5 separate regions of the Mus musculus genome follow, and regions 1, 2, 4 and 5 are each linked to region 3. A link is a contact called in public HiCAR-type and promoter capture Hi-C data. All regions are on one chromosome and are shown on one strand. Each heading gives the region's core, a stretch centred on a gene start, on an enhancer-like site or on the middle of the called end of the contact. The rest is flanking DNA. Distances are from core to core; before and after follow the strand shown.

The links. Promoter capture Hi-C pulls out the DNA fragments that hold promoters and counts their contacts. HiCAR-type assays count read pairs that join an accessible place to other places.
Region 1: a promoter capture Hi-C map of liver shows a contact between it and region 3, with 4 times the contacts expected there. The contact joins the promoter of Zmym1 here to the promoter of Oscp1 in region 3. A contact is called at or near these places in 2 of 39 promoter capture datasets (both in liver).
Region 2: a HiCAR-type map of astrocytes shows a contact between it and region 3, with 4 times the contacts expected there. The contact joins the promoter of Gnl2 here to the promoter of Oscp1 in region 3. A contact is called at or near these places in 3 of 39 promoter capture datasets (hippocampal neurons, liver and pre-B cells), 1 of 484 Hi-C or Micro-C datasets (B cells) and 2 of 115 datasets of contacts at active chromatin or transcription factors (astrocytes and embryonic forebrain).
Region 4: a promoter capture Hi-C map of liver shows a contact between it and region 3, with 4 times the contacts expected there. The contact joins the promoter of Tmem35b here to the promoter of Oscp1 in region 3.
Region 5: a contact with region 3 is called in a promoter capture Hi-C map of embryonic stem cells, with 4 times the contacts expected there. The contact joins the promoter of Pou3f1 here to the promoter of Oscp1 in region 3. A contact is called at or near these places in 1 of 39 promoter capture datasets (embryonic stem cells) and 1 of 9 other capture datasets (adipose tissue).

What each region holds. Positions count from the first base shown.
Region 1 is chr4:127,059,346-127,062,505 of GRCm38.p6, reverse strand. It overlaps Zmym1 (zinc finger, MYM domain containing 1), which reads left to right and starts at 1,352. Exons shown (of 8, transcript NM_026670.5): 1 at 1,352-1,510; 2 at 2,847-2,996.
Region 2 is chr4:125,028,411-125,031,553 of GRCm38.p6, reverse strand. Gnl2 (guanine nucleotide binding protein-like 2 (nucleolar)) reads right to left here and starts at 1,540. Exons shown (of 16, transcript NM_145552.2): 1 at 1,360-1,540. The coding sequence starts at 1,423.
Region 3 is chr4:126,057,212-126,060,136 of GRCm38.p6, reverse strand. Oscp1 (organic solute carrier partner 1) reads right to left here and starts at 1,572. Exons shown (of 10, transcript NM_172701.3): 1 at 1,345-1,572. The coding sequence starts at 1,456.
Region 4 is chr4:127,124,214-127,127,407 of GRCm38.p6, reverse strand. It overlaps Tmem35b (transmembrane protein 35B), which reads right to left and starts at 1,365. Exons shown (of 3, transcript NM_001099319.2): 1 at 1,215-1,365. The coding sequence starts at 1,319. It overlaps Zmym6 (zinc finger, MYM-type 6), which reads right to left. Exons shown (of 14, transcript NM_001285885.1): 14 at 3,034-3,194.
Region 5 is chr4:124,656,043-124,658,930 of GRCm38.p6, reverse strand. It overlaps Pou3f1 (POU domain, class 3, transcription factor 1), which reads right to left and starts at 1,285. Exons shown (of 1, transcript NM_011141.2): 1 at 1-1,285. The coding sequence starts at 1,224. Gm2164 (predicted gene 2164) reads left to right here and starts at 1,444. Exons shown (of 11, transcript NR_168006.1): 1 at 1,444-2,091.

The sequences.
Region 1 (3,160 bases), core at 103-2,602, 1.0 Mb before region 3:
CACAGTGAGATTCTGTCTCAAAGGAAGGAAGGGAGGGAGGGAGGAAGGAAGGAAGGAAGGAAGGAAGGAAGGAAGGAAGGAAGGAAGAGGTGAGAGCCAGTCTTGGAGGGCAGAGAATCTCTGAATTTGAGGCCAGCCTGGTCTATAGAGTGAGTTCCAGGACAACCAGGGATACACAGAGAAACAGTGTCTCAAAAAAAAAAAAAGAAAAGAAAAGAAAGGAAGGAAGGAAGGAAAGAGAGAGAGAGAGAGAGAGAGAGAGAGAGAGAGAGAGAAAGAAAGAAAGAAAGAAAGAAAGAAAGAAAGAAAGAAAGAAAGAAAGAAAGAGAGAGAAAAGATAGATGGAAGTTATGGTCAAAGACAAGATGAATAGATCATTAAACTTTATATTTTTCTTTACTATTAAGACTTAGAAGCCGGGCGTGGTGGCACACGCCTTTAATCCTAGCACTCCGGAGGCAGAGGCAGGTGGATTTCTGAGTTCGAGGCCAGCCTGGTCTACAAAGTGAGTTCCAAGACAGTCAAGGCTATAGAGAAACCCTATCTCGAAAAACCAAAAAAAAAAAACAAAAAAACTTAGAAATAATCAAAATGATCTGCTCCCTCCTTAATTCTTTAGCTATACCCATCTGTCCCTACTTTTTCATTCCTCTTTTTCTGAGACTATTTACAACCATGTTTTTAAAGTTGTAACTCAACATCTGAGTCACTAATGTTGCATTAGCCCTTAATTTTATTTATGTATGCATGTATGTATTTATTGTGTTTATGTGCACATTGCGGAGGTCAAGGAGCAATTTGCAGGTATCTGTTCTCTTCTTCCACTAAATGGATTCCAGTGACAGAACCCTGCTAGTCAGACTTTGCGGTAAACTCCTTAATAGGCTCTGTCATCTCGTTGCTCTGTCTCAATCCCCCAGCTTTTGTTGTTCCGTTTGTAAAATAAGGTTGGTTTTGAATTTTTAACCACACACCTTCATCTTACAGGCCTGTGCCCCCTCACTCCTGCCTTTAAGGACCCAAATATGCCCATGTGATGACATATTCCCTTAATACCAGAACTAGGGAGGCAGAGTCAGGAGAACCTCTCTAAGTTCAAGACCAGCTTGGTCTGCATAGTGAGTTCCGGGACAGTCAGGGGTACATAAGTGAGACCCTGTCTTAAAACAAAAAAAAACAAAAAACAAAACAAAACAAAAAACGAAAAACGGGCAGCTAAGGTGACATTAAGGATAGCCTAAAACTAAACCCCCCTGACCCGCCCCGTCAACCTCTCCTGCTTAGTCCATCCCCCGCCTCCGCGCCCCAGGCGGACCGCGGTGCGCATGCTCAGCCGCAAAGGCCTCCGGGAGAGGGGCGGAGCCGGCGGGGTTGTTTGCACGGCAAAATGCGAGTGGGCGCTTCCCGCCGCTGAGTTGGAGACAGATCAGCCATCCTCGTGGAGCCGCTCAGGCCCGCTTTTCCAGAGAGAGGCGGCATTTCTCCCGTCCTGAGGAGGGTGACGCGACAGGTAGGAAGACCACAGTGTCAGGAGAGTCGTGCCCCCGGCCTCCAGGCTTCTTAGCGTCCTGGCCTCTGTGCGGTGACTGAGCTTGGTGCGTTTGGTCTCTTGCGGCTTCTTTCTGTAACTGCCTTCCGTTACACCTGTGGCTCTCTTTCCATTAAGCAGTGTATTTTTCAGACATAAACAGATTGGGTGTGTTGGCCCTTGCCTTTAATCCCATCACACGAGTGGCAGGGGGTTCTCTGAGTTCGAAGCCAGGCTGTTCTATAAAGTCTGTTCTAGGCCAATCAGTGCTACTTAATGAGACCTGGATTCAAAAAACAAAAACATCGGGCTGGAGAGAGATAGAAGCAAATAGTTTTATCTGTAGAGTTCTGTGAGTGAAATTTGCAGGTTAGCGCTGGCGGTGGCTGCCCATTTTTCTAATCCTGGCAGGGAGGCAGAGGCCATTGGATCTCTTAGTCTACAGTGCTAGTTAGAGGACCTTGAACATTGTTACTTGTTACATTGTTACTTCCAAATATTTCCAAGGAACTTTTCTTTTTTTAAGATTTATTATATGTAAGTACACTGTAGCTGTCCTTAGATACTCCATAAGAGGGCATCAGATTTCGTTATGGATGGTTGTGAGCCACCATGTGGTTGCTGGGATTTGAACTCAGGACCTTTGGAAGAGCAGTCGGCGCTCTTAACCACTGAGCCATCTCGCCAGCCCCCCAAGTAACATATTTGGACTGTGGTTCATTGCTGGTAACTCATACCAATAGTAAGAGATTACTGTACATTTGTTTGTTTGTTTGTTTGTTTGTTTGTTTTGGCTCTGGGGATGGTTGAAACTGGCTATCATGTTGCTCACAGTTACCTTGAACTCCTGATCTTTCTTCCTCTGACTTCCAAGCTCTCCTATTTTGGGATTTTTTTTTTTTTTTTTTTGAAATGTAAGGAGACTCTGTGAAGAAGAAAAGGGCAAGTGAGATGGCTCAGAGGGTAAAGATTCTTGCCCCCAAATCCGATAACCTGTTTGATCGCCAGGCCCTACATGGTATGAGGAGAGAATGAACTACCATAGGTTGTCTTGATATGTGTGTTTCTACCACCCCGAAACAAATAAATAAATGCAACTTAAAATTCCTATGTTGAGAACCCGGAAAAATGGCTTGGTGAGTAAAGGTGTTTGCAGTCAAGCCTGCCAGCCTGAGATTAATGGCCAAGACTGACTTCTCCACACATGCCATGCATCATGAGTACAGTCCCTTACAAGCATGCACACTTCCAGTGGTAATTAATGTAACTGTTAGAACTTTTACTTAATTATATGTGTATGCGTCTATGTGAATTTCAGCACACCACATGTATTCAAGAGCTGGAGGAGGCCAGAAGCTGGGGTTAAATCTCTTGAAACTGGAGTTACAGGTGCTGGGAACTGAACCCAGGTCCTCTGTAAGAGCAACAAAGTGCCCTTAACCAATGAATCACCCTTCTAATCCTAAATGTAAGTCTTAAAATGTTTCTTTTTTAATTGGGAAATCCTGGGTAAACGGGAAGGAAGCACACACAGCACACCATAGCCTGGTGTTCGCTCACACAACACTCCATAGCTTGGTGCTCAGGGCAGTTATGTGGAGGGTCCAGCAGGCTCTCCCTTAATCTGCCATT
Region 2 (3,143 bases), core at 291-2,790, 1.0 Mb after region 3:
TATCATGGGTGCTGGGAATCACTGCAGGTCCCCTGCAAGAACAGCCAGCGTTCTTAACCCCTGAGCCATCTCTCCAGCCCCTCCCACTCTAAATTTTAAGAGAGAACCCAAAATCAAACTAAACCCCTGGAGGGCTCTCCTGAGAAGTCGGCCCACACACATCTGGCTACCTATCCTTTTCCTGAGTCCCTCTTCCTACCAACCCTCAAGGTTTCCGTCTACATTTTTCAGCTGTTGATAAACTTAACCCCTGCTTAGAAACATCATCACACTAATCACCAACCAATCCCAAGTGAATCTTCCAAATGCATGGTATTATGTGACTTAATACAGTTATAAAAGATCACAAAGTAACGCAGCAACTTTCCTGCATGTTCTCCTTTAGTACTGCTACATACACAGTACTAAACATTATACGGATATATGTGGGTAGATGCCTTGAAGGCCAGAGGTATCAGATTCCCCTTGGAGTTGAACTTCCAGGTAGGTGAGAGCTGATTGAACTGGAATTGAACTCTGGTCCTCCTGCAACAGCAGTACGAGTGAGCTCTTATTCTCCCCATGTTCTCTCCAGTCTCTGAGTGTTTTCATCATTTTTTTAAAAAAATCTAATCAAAACCCTAATTATGCAAATTACAAGGAGATACAGAAGTCAGCTATCCTTGCAGCCTTACGGAGACAAGAGTATACCTAATTTTTCCCCCCACCAGTTTGAGACAGTCTCACTATGCAGACCAGGCTGGCCTCGAATTCACAAGAGATCTGTCTGTCCTGCCTTCCCAGTATTGGGAACTACAGGGATGCGTCACCAAGCCCCTCTATGACTAACCCATATTTAAACACAGTTTTAGTAGCTAAATCAAAGTGGGAGGGACTCCTCGAAAGCCTGTTTTGTTTGCCCTGTAGATGGGAATTTCTCGTATCTCAAAACCACCTCTATTGAAATCACTATATTTACCTGAAGTGTTGCTTATGCATGGTCTGATTCCACGGTCAAAGCTAAGGTGGCACGAATGCTATGGTTAAGGGTAAAATGCCACCTGGGCCAACCTACTCCACTCTGTGTCTTCAGTCTGTACCCTGTAGTCCAGATAGCCACTAACTCGTGATCCCCTCTGCCTCAGCTTCCTAAGTGCTGGGATGACAGGCATGTGCCAGGACTCCAGGACCCTAGCCCACTTTTAACTTGCCTTTCTCTACACCTCCTCCTGAGAGGCCTCGGGGCTGCCAGAGGCTGGCGTGACTCATCCCCCAACTTTAGAGCAGGTGCCTAGACCTCGGGTCCGCCGCCCAGGCCGGAACGGGCCTTCCTCCGTCCCCGACGGCTCCTGCGGCCTGGTCCCGCCCGGTCCGCCGTACCTGGGTTGGTGCTGGCCGCCGAGCGGTTGATGGTGCTCCGTCCTTTGTACTTGGGCTTCACCATCCTGACGACAGTACCGACACCGCTCTGCTACTCGCGAGGTAAACCACTTCACGACTTCCCAGCCGGGAAAGCGTCCTGTGTGAAGCACGTTGGACCCTGAACACGCGCGACGTCACTTCCGCTCGCGCTACGCGACTTCCTGAGAGCGCGCGGCGCTTGCCTAAGGCTGACCCGGCTCCGCCTCTGTCCTGCTCCCGCCTCCCCCGGGTCTAGCAACCGTCAAGCGTCCCTTCCATAGCAACGTCCAGGGCACCGGGCAGTCCTGGGTTTAGTGAGAAAAAGAGAGAAAGAGAAAAAGAGAGAAGCCTGTTCTCGGCCCAGTGCATGAGCTGATGGGAATTTGCCCTCTGAACCTTTCTAAAAGTGTTCCAGCAAGAGCGGGCAAATATCAGAACAGGTCATACCTGCCTTTAAATTTTAGGCTGGAGTAGAGCAGTTTTTAGTAACAACAGACTTTGGATTCAAGCCTCAGCTTGAAAGAAAGAGAGAGAGACAGAGAGACAGAGAGAGAGACAGAGAGAGAGAGAGAGAGAGAGAGAGAGAGACAGAGAGAGAGAGAGAGAGAGATTTTAAATTCTCCAATGGTTTATTATCGCAAAGAGAGACAGATTCAAACTCCTTCCAATCCCTACAAAACTTGTGATCTGGCTCCGTTCCTCTGACCTCATTTCTCCCTCTTCTGACATTTACACTGAATGTTGCTCTGTTTGATCACACATTCCCTGAATCGGCATCGCTGGTTCCTTCTGGTCAGTTCCTGCTCAAATATCCTCTATCCATAGGATTGCAAACACTAGCAAATTCATCAGCATGGTGACACACACCTATAATACCAATGCTCAAAAGGCAGAGGAAGGAGTTCCAGACTTGTCCACATTATATAGCATGACTTGTCTCCAAGAAGGTGGAGGAGTAGGAGTAGGAGCAGGAGGAGGGGGAGGAGGAGGAGGAGGGGGAAGCAGGAGGGGGGGAGGAGAACATCAAGAAAAAAAATACAAGACAGTGAAATTTGAATTTCAGGTTAAAAATAAATAAACACACTTTCTAGCTTATATTCCAATCATCGTTTAGGATAACTTAAAGGATCTAAGGAAACATGATATACTTGAGAGGCTAAGGCAGGAGGATTGTCACAAGTTCAAATCCAGCTTGAGCTACATAGAGAGACCCTACACCAAAAGATTTTTTTCACTGTTCACTTGTTTTTAAATGGAACTACATTCTCTTGATCTATCTGGCAGCAGCTCCTTTGGCAGAAGTATTTGCTGAGTTACTGATTTAAGTCAGCCACTCTCTTCCTGTTATTCCATCCCACCTCACTTCACGGCACATGCCACTACCCGAAATGACTCTGTTCACAAGAGCATTGGCTGCTTTCTTGGGTCTAGGCCATAAGCTTAGGAAAATGGAAATCAGGTACGTTATTCACCTCCGTGTCCCCAGAACGTAACAAAGCTGAGTGTGTTGGCATGAGCCTCTAACCTCAGCATTTGAGGTTAGACTATCTGCCGTGAGTTCAAGGCTAGTCTAGCCTGGGCTATATAGGAAGATACAAGCCAAACTGTAGAAAAAGACATTATCTTTTTGTTTGTTTGTTTGCTTGTGTTTTGAGATAGGGTTCCTTTTTGTAGCCCTAGCTGCCCTGGAACTCACTCTGTAGTCCATGCTGGCCTCCAGAGTGCTGGGATTAAAGTGTGTGCCACTTCCAGTGTGGCGGTGT
Region 3 (2,925 bases), core at 323-2,822:
AAGGCCCCTTGTGGGTGGGACCATCTCTGGGCTGGTAGTCTTGAGTTCTATAAGAGAGCAGGCTGAGCAAGCCAGGGAAGGCAAGCCAGTAAAGAACATCCCTCCATGACCTCTGCATCAGCTCCTGCTTCCTGACCTGCTTGAGTTCCAGTCCTGACTTCCTTTGGTGATGAACAGCAGCATGGAAGTGTAAGCCGAATAAACCCTTTCCTCCCCAACTTGCTTCTTGGTCATGATGTTTGTGCAGGAATAGAAACCCTGACTAAGACAGTGTCCTAATCGGAGGGCCCCAACGTGTTCTGCCTAGGACTTGGTCTCCATTTAGACAGGAGTGGAAGGTTGTCGGCAATTTTGAGGAGAGACATACTAGACATATTTGCATTTTATAAAGCCCCACTAGACATATTTGCATTTTGTAAAGCCCCTGGTAGCAAGGCTGGGAATGAATGGAAGGGAGTGGTCCAGAGGGTTCTCTTGTCTGTTTACGTATGCACTTACACAAAATCAGACACACCATCTGAATGTGCCTGTTTAACATCAATGGAGGGGACATAAGCTGTTGGGAGGAAATCGAGCTTTCATTAGTGTTCAGTTGTCCTTTAGATAAATGTTTACTCCTCTGCCTACAAATACAATAGCCCAGCAAATTTGGTGAACAAAGTTGTTTGCTGAGAAGTAAGATAGACTGGCAGCGTGTTTTGGGTGGTCGTTTCTCTCTGCACTACACATGGCATAATTTTGCATTTTATAAGCCTTCCAAAAGTATTTTCACAATTGCAACCCCTTCCAACACTTGCAAAATCAAGAAGCATGTTTTCGTTCTTATCTATATTATTTTGGGGCCCTACATTTCTAGAAATGGCTTCTGAAATGAGCATGACCAGGCTTCTGCTTACGTAGGAGGACAGAGACGCGGGCGTCCCCATCTGTTTTGTGGGGGTTAACGGATGGTTATACCTGCCAAAAGTATCTTGTCAACTGTAACTACTTTTGGAAATAGACAGATTTCCAGAGACTGGGAAATCGAGGGCTCAGGCACTGTAAGTATGTCCAATGTATTAGGCTTCTCTGTGGGGAAATGCTCTTTTGGAGAATTAATTTGACTCCGGAGGGCTTCCAACTGCATGGGCTCTGCGTCTTTTGAGAAAGATACCCGGCTGTCAAAGAGAAGTGCGCAGAGGCATCGGTTTGGCTATTGGGATGAGGGGAAGGGGGTCAGGTGCCGGTCGGCCTGGGTATCAGGACGGAGGTTGGAGGGGGGCTGGTGCTAGGCTGCGGTTCTGTATAGGGACATTTAGTGCGGTGAGGAAGGGAACAGATCAAGGCTGCGGGGGCGTTACTTACCTTTGCGGGCCTTGTCTCCGGGGATGTTCTGGGCCCTCAGTCGCTGGTCTAGGACGTAAAGCATCTCCCCGCCCAAGTTCAAAAAGAGCAGCGGCAGAGTCCGAACCGACATAGTGCCGGAAACCCGCAGGGTAGATGAAGGAAGAACCCCAGGGTTTGTGATTTAGCAGCCTGGAGGCCCCTACGCGTCCATAGCCCGGTTGCTGGGGCAACGCCGGGAACAGAAAGGCGAACCAATCACATGGTGGATTGATAGGAGGTGGCCGAAGACCGGCGCTTATTGGGTTAAGTGACAAAGATCGCTTCAGGGGATTGGTTCAAACGGAGGCGCGCACCTTTGGCCTCCCGGGAGCGCTGGTTTTGAGTTTTCCAGTTTAGCTTTGGTGTCGCCGGGAGCGTTCCAGCCAGCCGCGCGTATCTGCCGTGGCCCAGCCATCGCACCGGAAACTAGGAAAATCAACCCCAGCGTCTTCGGAGTCGTTCGCCTAGAGTCGTCTAGCGTCCCGGTCCGCCATGGCCTGCTGTGCTGCGGGCAGATTTGTGAACTATCTCCCAGGGACGTGCAGAGGAACCAGTGAGGTCATGGCAAGCGCCACGAAGGCATTCTGAGTTATTATAATCCCTCATCTCGATTAGTTATATCATTTGTCTCCTTTCTAACCCCTCCTGGAAGCGATGTTACGCCGGATTTACTACTCAGTGAGGCAACCCAGCCCGGCCCTCCTAGCAACTTAAGTAGCACCCTCGCGTTTCTTCACCTACGGCTGGACCTTTTCAGACGATTCGTCATCAGTGTTTCTGCTAAGCACTTCTCTCTCCAGCCACAGCAATCTTGAGACTTGAGCTTTGGAACCTACATCCACCTCCTTTAATAATCAGCCACTTCCTCCTTTTCCTTGTAGAATCCTCGCATTCCTTAATTCCCCTTTCTGCATTCCTACGTTCCTCTGTGTCACTGCTCTGATGCTGTTGGACTAAATTTCAAAAGGCGCCGCTTACAAAACACAGCTCATTCCTTCAATGTCTTCCTTCCTGCTTGTGGCATCCTCCACGTCACACCTTCTAGTCGTTTTTCTTTCCTCCCAAGAGCCAAACTTTTTAAAATTGTCTAGTACAACTTGAACCTTTTTGTTTTGTTTTGAAACAGGGTTTCTCTGTGTTGTCCTGGCTGTCCTGGAACTTGCTCTGTAGACCAGGCTGGCTTCAAACTCGGAGATCCACCTGCTTCAGGCTCTGGGAGTGCTGTGACCCGGCACATGAGCTTAACACCTCAGCCCCACCTGTAATAAACATCTTTATCTTCTGGTGGGCCTTATGCATTTTGTTATCTGCCCAGCTTCCAACACTATCTCAAGTTTTGGCAGAACACGGTCCCTTTCAGAGTTTGCCTCTGTGTACTGTCAGACTGGATAGGGTCAAGACAGAGCAGCAAGGTGTGGCTGCACTTGCCTTTGATCCCAGCACTTTGTAAGCAGAGTCCAGCCTGGTCTACATAGCAAGTTCTAGGACAGTCAGGACTGGGTCCCTGTCTTTAAAACCAACAAAAATCAGGCTGGAGAGATGGCTCAGCGGTTAAGATCA
Region 4 (3,194 bases), core at 116-2,615, 1.1 Mb before region 3:
CACTTTCCATCTTCTATGCAGGTCCTGATTCTACTGTGGCAGACACAAGGAACAGCTGAGGGGGTGTAACACACCCTACTCAGACCCTTCCCTGGGCCTGCTCCACCCTCAGGACTGTTTCCTGTGGTCCAACAGCAGCCCTGCCTGTCCTACTCTGGCTTCCAAGGAGGGAGCTCCATACTGTCACCTACAGAGCTGCTCCAGAACCCCACAGCTGAATTGAAAGGGGGAAAAAAAGCACGGATTTTAAATTTACACTTTTATGCTGGGCTACAGTGACAGCTATCCTGGAGTGTATGTGGTCCAAGGGCCGCACATGAGACACACCTGCAGAGAGTTTAAGCTGTTTGGCTTTTACCATATCTATCCTAAAGAACCCACCATCTTAGGGAAGAAGAAAGAAGAAAAGAGGAGGAGGAGGGGAGGAGAGGAGGGGAAGAAGAAAGAGGAAAGGAAGAAGAAAAAAGGAGGAAGGGAGGAGAGGAGGAGGAGGAAAAGGAGAAGAAAATCGTAGTAGTACCCAGGCTTGGGAGGTGGCAACAGGGGTCTTCCACAGAGCCTGGCTTCTCTGAGGGTCTGGAAACTGCTGGTAGACCCTCTCGGGATAAGGAACTACAGTCAGTGACTTCTATGCTTCTGTCCCAGGCTGCGTGGGACACTGAGGAGTCTAGTTAGATTGGTCTACTTTGAGCCTTGCTTGAATAGCTGTGTAATGTTTTGGTAAATTACATTTTACCATCATGACTAGTTTCAAGCTTAAAAAAGATTTCTAAGGTAGGTAAGCCGTTAATCCCAGTAGTCTGGAGGTTGGGGTAGGTGGATCTCTGCAAGTTCGAGGCCAGCCACTACACTGAGTGAGCTCCGGGCCAGCCAGCCAGAGGGACACATTCAGAAGACCAGCTCAAACAAACAAACAAAAACCAAATAAAGTAAAATTCTGCCTCCCCAACCTGGAACAATGGGTTGGTGGATGTGGGGTGGAGAGGGGTGCTAGGTCACTTTTTCACTTTGTCTTCCTGGACCTCCTGAGTCCCATCACTTCTCCAACTCTAAATCGGCCTGGGGACAACATGCTCAGCCAGCAGTTAAGTCCCGTGCCCTCCCACCTGGAGAAGGTGTAGAAAATAGGAGGAAAGGCCCAGGCGGCCTCGAGCCCGAAGGCATGAAGCCCCCGGGAACCGAGCACACACTGTCCTTCCCCGGGTGCCGCTCACCATCTGTTGTGACACGGGGGCCGAGACCTGAAAGAGCTTGGCAGCCCCGGTGAGCGCGAAGAAGACGCCAAGCAGAACCCGCAACACGCCTACCCTGAACGACATAGCAGCGCCCGCCTTCCTGGACGACTCTTCCTCCCTACCGGAAGACTACAGTCGGTCCGGCCCGCCCACCCGGTTACGCCCAACTTTCAGCCCCGCCCACTGATGGCCACCTCCGCTAAGACCCGCCCACTGAGGCCTTTCCTTACAGGCTGTACTCATTGTGGAGGGTGCGGAGTATCGGGTGTGTGTCCACGCGATCTGGCCTTCAAACCCACCCGTGCTAGAGGAATCTGACACCACCCAACTCCCTGAGTGTCTCTGGGTCTGCAGCTGTATGGAAGTTGCACAATGGCCTTCAGAAAGTTACTAGAAAATCAGTGAACCCTACAATTAATGAGCAATAAAGCAGTAACTGTAAGTTTTTCTGGTCCACCTATGCCTAAAATACCTGCCCCTCCCATTGCTCAACCAAAAGAAAAATGAGAAAGATATTTAAAGAATCCCTTACTTGGTTGCACTGGCAAACAGAGGACCAATTTTTTCCGGTTGTCGAGTTTTTTAACACACACCCATAAGGAAAATAATAACATTCTAGAAATGATTAAGCAATGTTCAAGGAATTTTCACAACAATTGAAAATTATATAAAACTAACACCTCGGGGTACAAGGGTGAAAGTGTTGACCTGCATCCATTTGTATACCATCTATGGCTGAGCCACTGAATACTATCTGACCTTTCATGAAAGCTGGCTACTGCCACGCATGATGTGCCTGTAATTCCCCAACTAGTGAGGATAAGGCCTGAGGACTGCCCAGAGTTGAATGAACTTCACAGCAAGAACTAGGCTAGTGAGGACTATATCGCAAAGGCCAGTCTCAAAATAAAATAAAATAAAATAATTCCCAAGCCCTGGTCTATGGGTCCAAAAGAAGCCCTATGGTCTCAAACCCTCCCACTGTTCATGCTTACTGGCCACGTACTTGGATCTGCTTCCATCTACATAACTCTCGGAGGGCTGGCGATATGGCTGGTGACTAAAACTGCTCATGTTTTTAAAGTGCACATGCCTACTTGGTCATGCAGGAAGGTACTGGTTGCTGGCCTAACTTAACTCTGTTTTGTCACTTTTTTTCCCCTGAGTCACTTTCTCCTGTGATAGATAACCTTGGAAAGACAAAACTCACCCAAAAGCATAATGACAGTGAAGAAGCAAAGCCAGCTCCAAGCAGCAGCGAGTCTGGCAGAGCAGACCAGGCCTTAAATGGGGCAAATGCCACAGTGATGAGGCTAAAACCAAACTGCTCCCTAAAGTGGGAACCATTTGCAAAACTAGAACTGAAAGAACCATCAATCAGACGACTGTCCTTACCAAGAAGTCCGACTGTCAGGCGCCCAACCCTCCACTGTTCCCTTTTCCTGTGATATTTCAGAGTCCCAGTTAGTCCTTCAAACTAAGGTGGCATTGTGTCCCAGCAGTCAGGAAGCAGAGGTAGTCAGATCTCTGAGTTCTAAGCTAGCCTGGTTGACATGAGTTCCAGGATAGCTAGGGCTATACAGAGAGGCCCTGTCTCAAACAAAACAAAACAAAAACTGCTGAGGTGGGTGGGGTCAATGAATCACAATTTGTTCTTCCCAGCCCAGTCTTGCTCTGCCCTTCACTGCTCACCTCTAACTGGTGTACTGGGACAAGTGGGTTGGCCTGGTCTCTTGGGGAACTCCGTAAACAAGACATTTCCTCTTGAAACTTCAAGAACAATCACCAACATAAAGGCTACATTTTCTCCCTTGTGTTATTAAAATTACATATAATTATGCTCAGTTCCACAATTCTTAAATCCCTGTACAACAAAGGAAAAATATTAAAACATTTAATCACTGAAAATACAGATACATTAGCAAATTGTATTTTAGGATACTTATACAAAATTTAACA
Region 5 (2,888 bases), core at 36-2,535, 1.4 Mb after region 3:
GTCGTCCATGGGCGGGTGGCCCGCGCCGGCCGCGGGGGTCATGCGCTTCTCCTTCTGCCGCCGGTTGCAGAACCAGACACGCACCACCTCCTTCTCCAGTTGCAGGCTGTCGGCCAGGCCGGTGATCTCGTGCGCAGACGGCTTGGGACACTTGAGAAAGTGGCTCTCGAGCGCGCCTTTGACACCCACCTCGATGGACGTGCGCTTCTTGCGCTTGCGGCCCTGCGCCGCGATCTTGTCCAGGTTGGTGGGGCTGCCGCTGGACGAGTCGGTCTCCTCCAGCCACTTGTTGAGCAGCGGCTTGAGCTTGCACATGTTCTTGAAGCTCAGCTGCAGGGCCTCGAAACGGCAGATGGTGGTCTGCGAGAACACGTTACCGTAGAGGGTGCCCAGCGCCAGTCCCACGTCGGCCTGGGTGAAGCCCAGCTTGATGCGTCGTTGCTTGAACTGCTTGGCGAACTGCTCCAGGTCGTCGGAGCTGGGAGCATCCTCGTCCGAGTGCTCGCCCACCGACGAGCCACCACCGCCCGCGCCCGGGTGCAGGTGCGCCGCCGCCGCGTGCAGGCCGCCCGCGTGTGCATGTCCGTGTGCGTGTCCGTGTGCGCCCAGGTGCGGTGGTGGCGACGGCTCCAGCTGTGCCTCGTGGCCGTCCTCGTGCAGTGCGTGGTGCAGGCCGGGTCCCGCGCCGCCGCCTCCCGCCGCCAGCATCCCGGCCAGGCCGCCGCCGCCGCCACCGGGGTAGGCCGCCTGAGCGTACAGCCCGAGCGGCTGGGGCTGGTGACCCCCGCCGGCCCCGGGCGACGGCGACATGGCGGGGCCCAAGTGGTGCGCTGTGCCGCCTTGTGCCCATGCCGCGCCCGCGTGGGCCGCCCCTTGGTGCACCAGGCGGGCGTGGAAACCGCCGCCACCGCCGCCGTCGTCAGCTCGGCCGGTACCGCCACCGCCTGCCTTGCCGTGTTCCAGGTGCGGGCCGCCCGCCCAGTCGCCGCCGCCGCCTCCTCCCGTGGGTAGCCATTGAGGGTGCGCTAGGCCCACGGGGTGGCCCGCGCCCGCGCCCAGCCACTCGTGGTGCATCAGCTTCTGCACTTCGCGGTACGCGGCCCCCGCGTGCAGCCGCTCGGCCGCCGCTGCCGCCGCCGCGGCGGCATCGGGATGCATGAGCGGCCCTGTGCCCCCAGCTCCGCCGCCGGGGCCCCGCGGCAGATACTGCGCGGTGGTGGCCATGCCGCCCCGCGCCCTGCGCCGCCCCGCCGCCGCCGCCGCCTCGCTCCGTCTGCGGGCCCCGCCGCCGCGCTCCGCCGGCTTAAAGCCCGGACCCGCTGGGCGCTCCGGAGCCCCACCCCGCCCGCCGCCCATTGGCTGCCCGCGGAGCCGCCTCCCGCCTCCCGGCCCCGGCCTCCTCCCCCCGTGCCCGCCCGCCGCCGGGGCCTGCAACCCGGAGCTCGCTATTGGGTCTCGCTCCCGGGGTCCCGCGCGCCGGCAGTGCTGATTGGCCGCTGGGGCTTCATTCATGACCCCCACCACCACCGCCCGCGTACACATTCACGCCCCGGGGGCGCGGCCGCCACGTGGGGAGTGGCGCGGGGGTGGCACTGGGACCGCACCCCCTCCGGTCCCGGCTGCGTGGGCCCCGCTCTCACCGCAGCGCGGGAGACTCGGAGCCCGGTCGGTCCCCACGTTCCACACAAGCTCAATTTCCGCCTGCATCCCACTGGGGCGGGCGGGGGATTGCGGGCTCCGGGAGGCGCTCGGGTTCCGAGCAGAGACTCAGCCCCGCACTCTTCCCTGCGCTGCGCCTCTGCCTGCGGGCCAGGATCCCGCGAGTCTGGGCTGCAGCGAGAGCGAAGCTGCGTGGCTTCCCGGCTCGGTACCGCGCGGCTGCTAACCTCCGGGGCCTCGCCTCCTGCGGCTGCCAGGTCGCATCGCGTTCTCCCAAGGTCTTGGTTTTCCCTCTACTCCCTCTAGACTCAGCGCCACAACTAGCTGGACCTCTGCAGTCCTGAAAGTGCAGCAGGCACGGACAGATTCGGATCGGCTTGGGCTTCACGCCTCTCGCCGGCTCGCCTTCCTTTCCCTGGGCACCGAGGCCAGGTGAGTACCGCGTGGGCAGTGCTGAGCCAGGACAGTGAGCCGCTGAGCCTGTACGCGGAGATGCAAGCTCCAGGAACCAGTTGGGCTCCAGGGTTCTGGAATGAGAGAACCTCGGGGTGGAGACTGGTTCCAGAGAAAGCGCCACCAGTGGGTGGGGAATGGACACTGGGCCCTGTCCTGCGCTGCTGTAGCCTTTTCGTGTTGTTTTCCTCCCAGCTGGAACCGGTGGTCTGTCGGCAGCGCTGGTTGTGCTGGGGTTATGCCGCCCGGAAACTTGCAGAATAGGATTTGTGGACTGACTTAGGGAAGGACAGTTGGGCACCTCGGAAATCCAATGTGCAGGCTGGCAGCTGGCAGCTGGCAGCTGTCTAGCCTCCCGTGGAGTCAACTCGGACTTGTCTGATAGGGAATTGAGTTCGAGGTGTCCTTGTTGGAGAAGTGGACAGTGGGATGCGGCCAACTTCTTCATCCCTGTCCTTGTTTTGTGTCTCTCCTAAGGATCCTGAGTGGAGGGGGCCTCAGTTGGAGCTGGTGTGTGCTTCCTCAGTCTGCATGCCTCCGTACTTCTGCCTATTCCTCTGCTGGGCTTCTGTACACTGCTAGACCTTCTTCTGCTTCAAAGTGATTCAAAGATTTCTGGGTGCCGAGCTGGGGACCTAGCTAGGACCTCACTGGACAGGAATCTACTCAGGACTGTAGAATGAAGCCTATGTATTTGAAGACGAGAGAGAGAGAGAGAGAGAGAGAGAGAGAGAGAGAGAGAGAGAGAGAGAGACAGAGACAGACAAGGGCTCTAA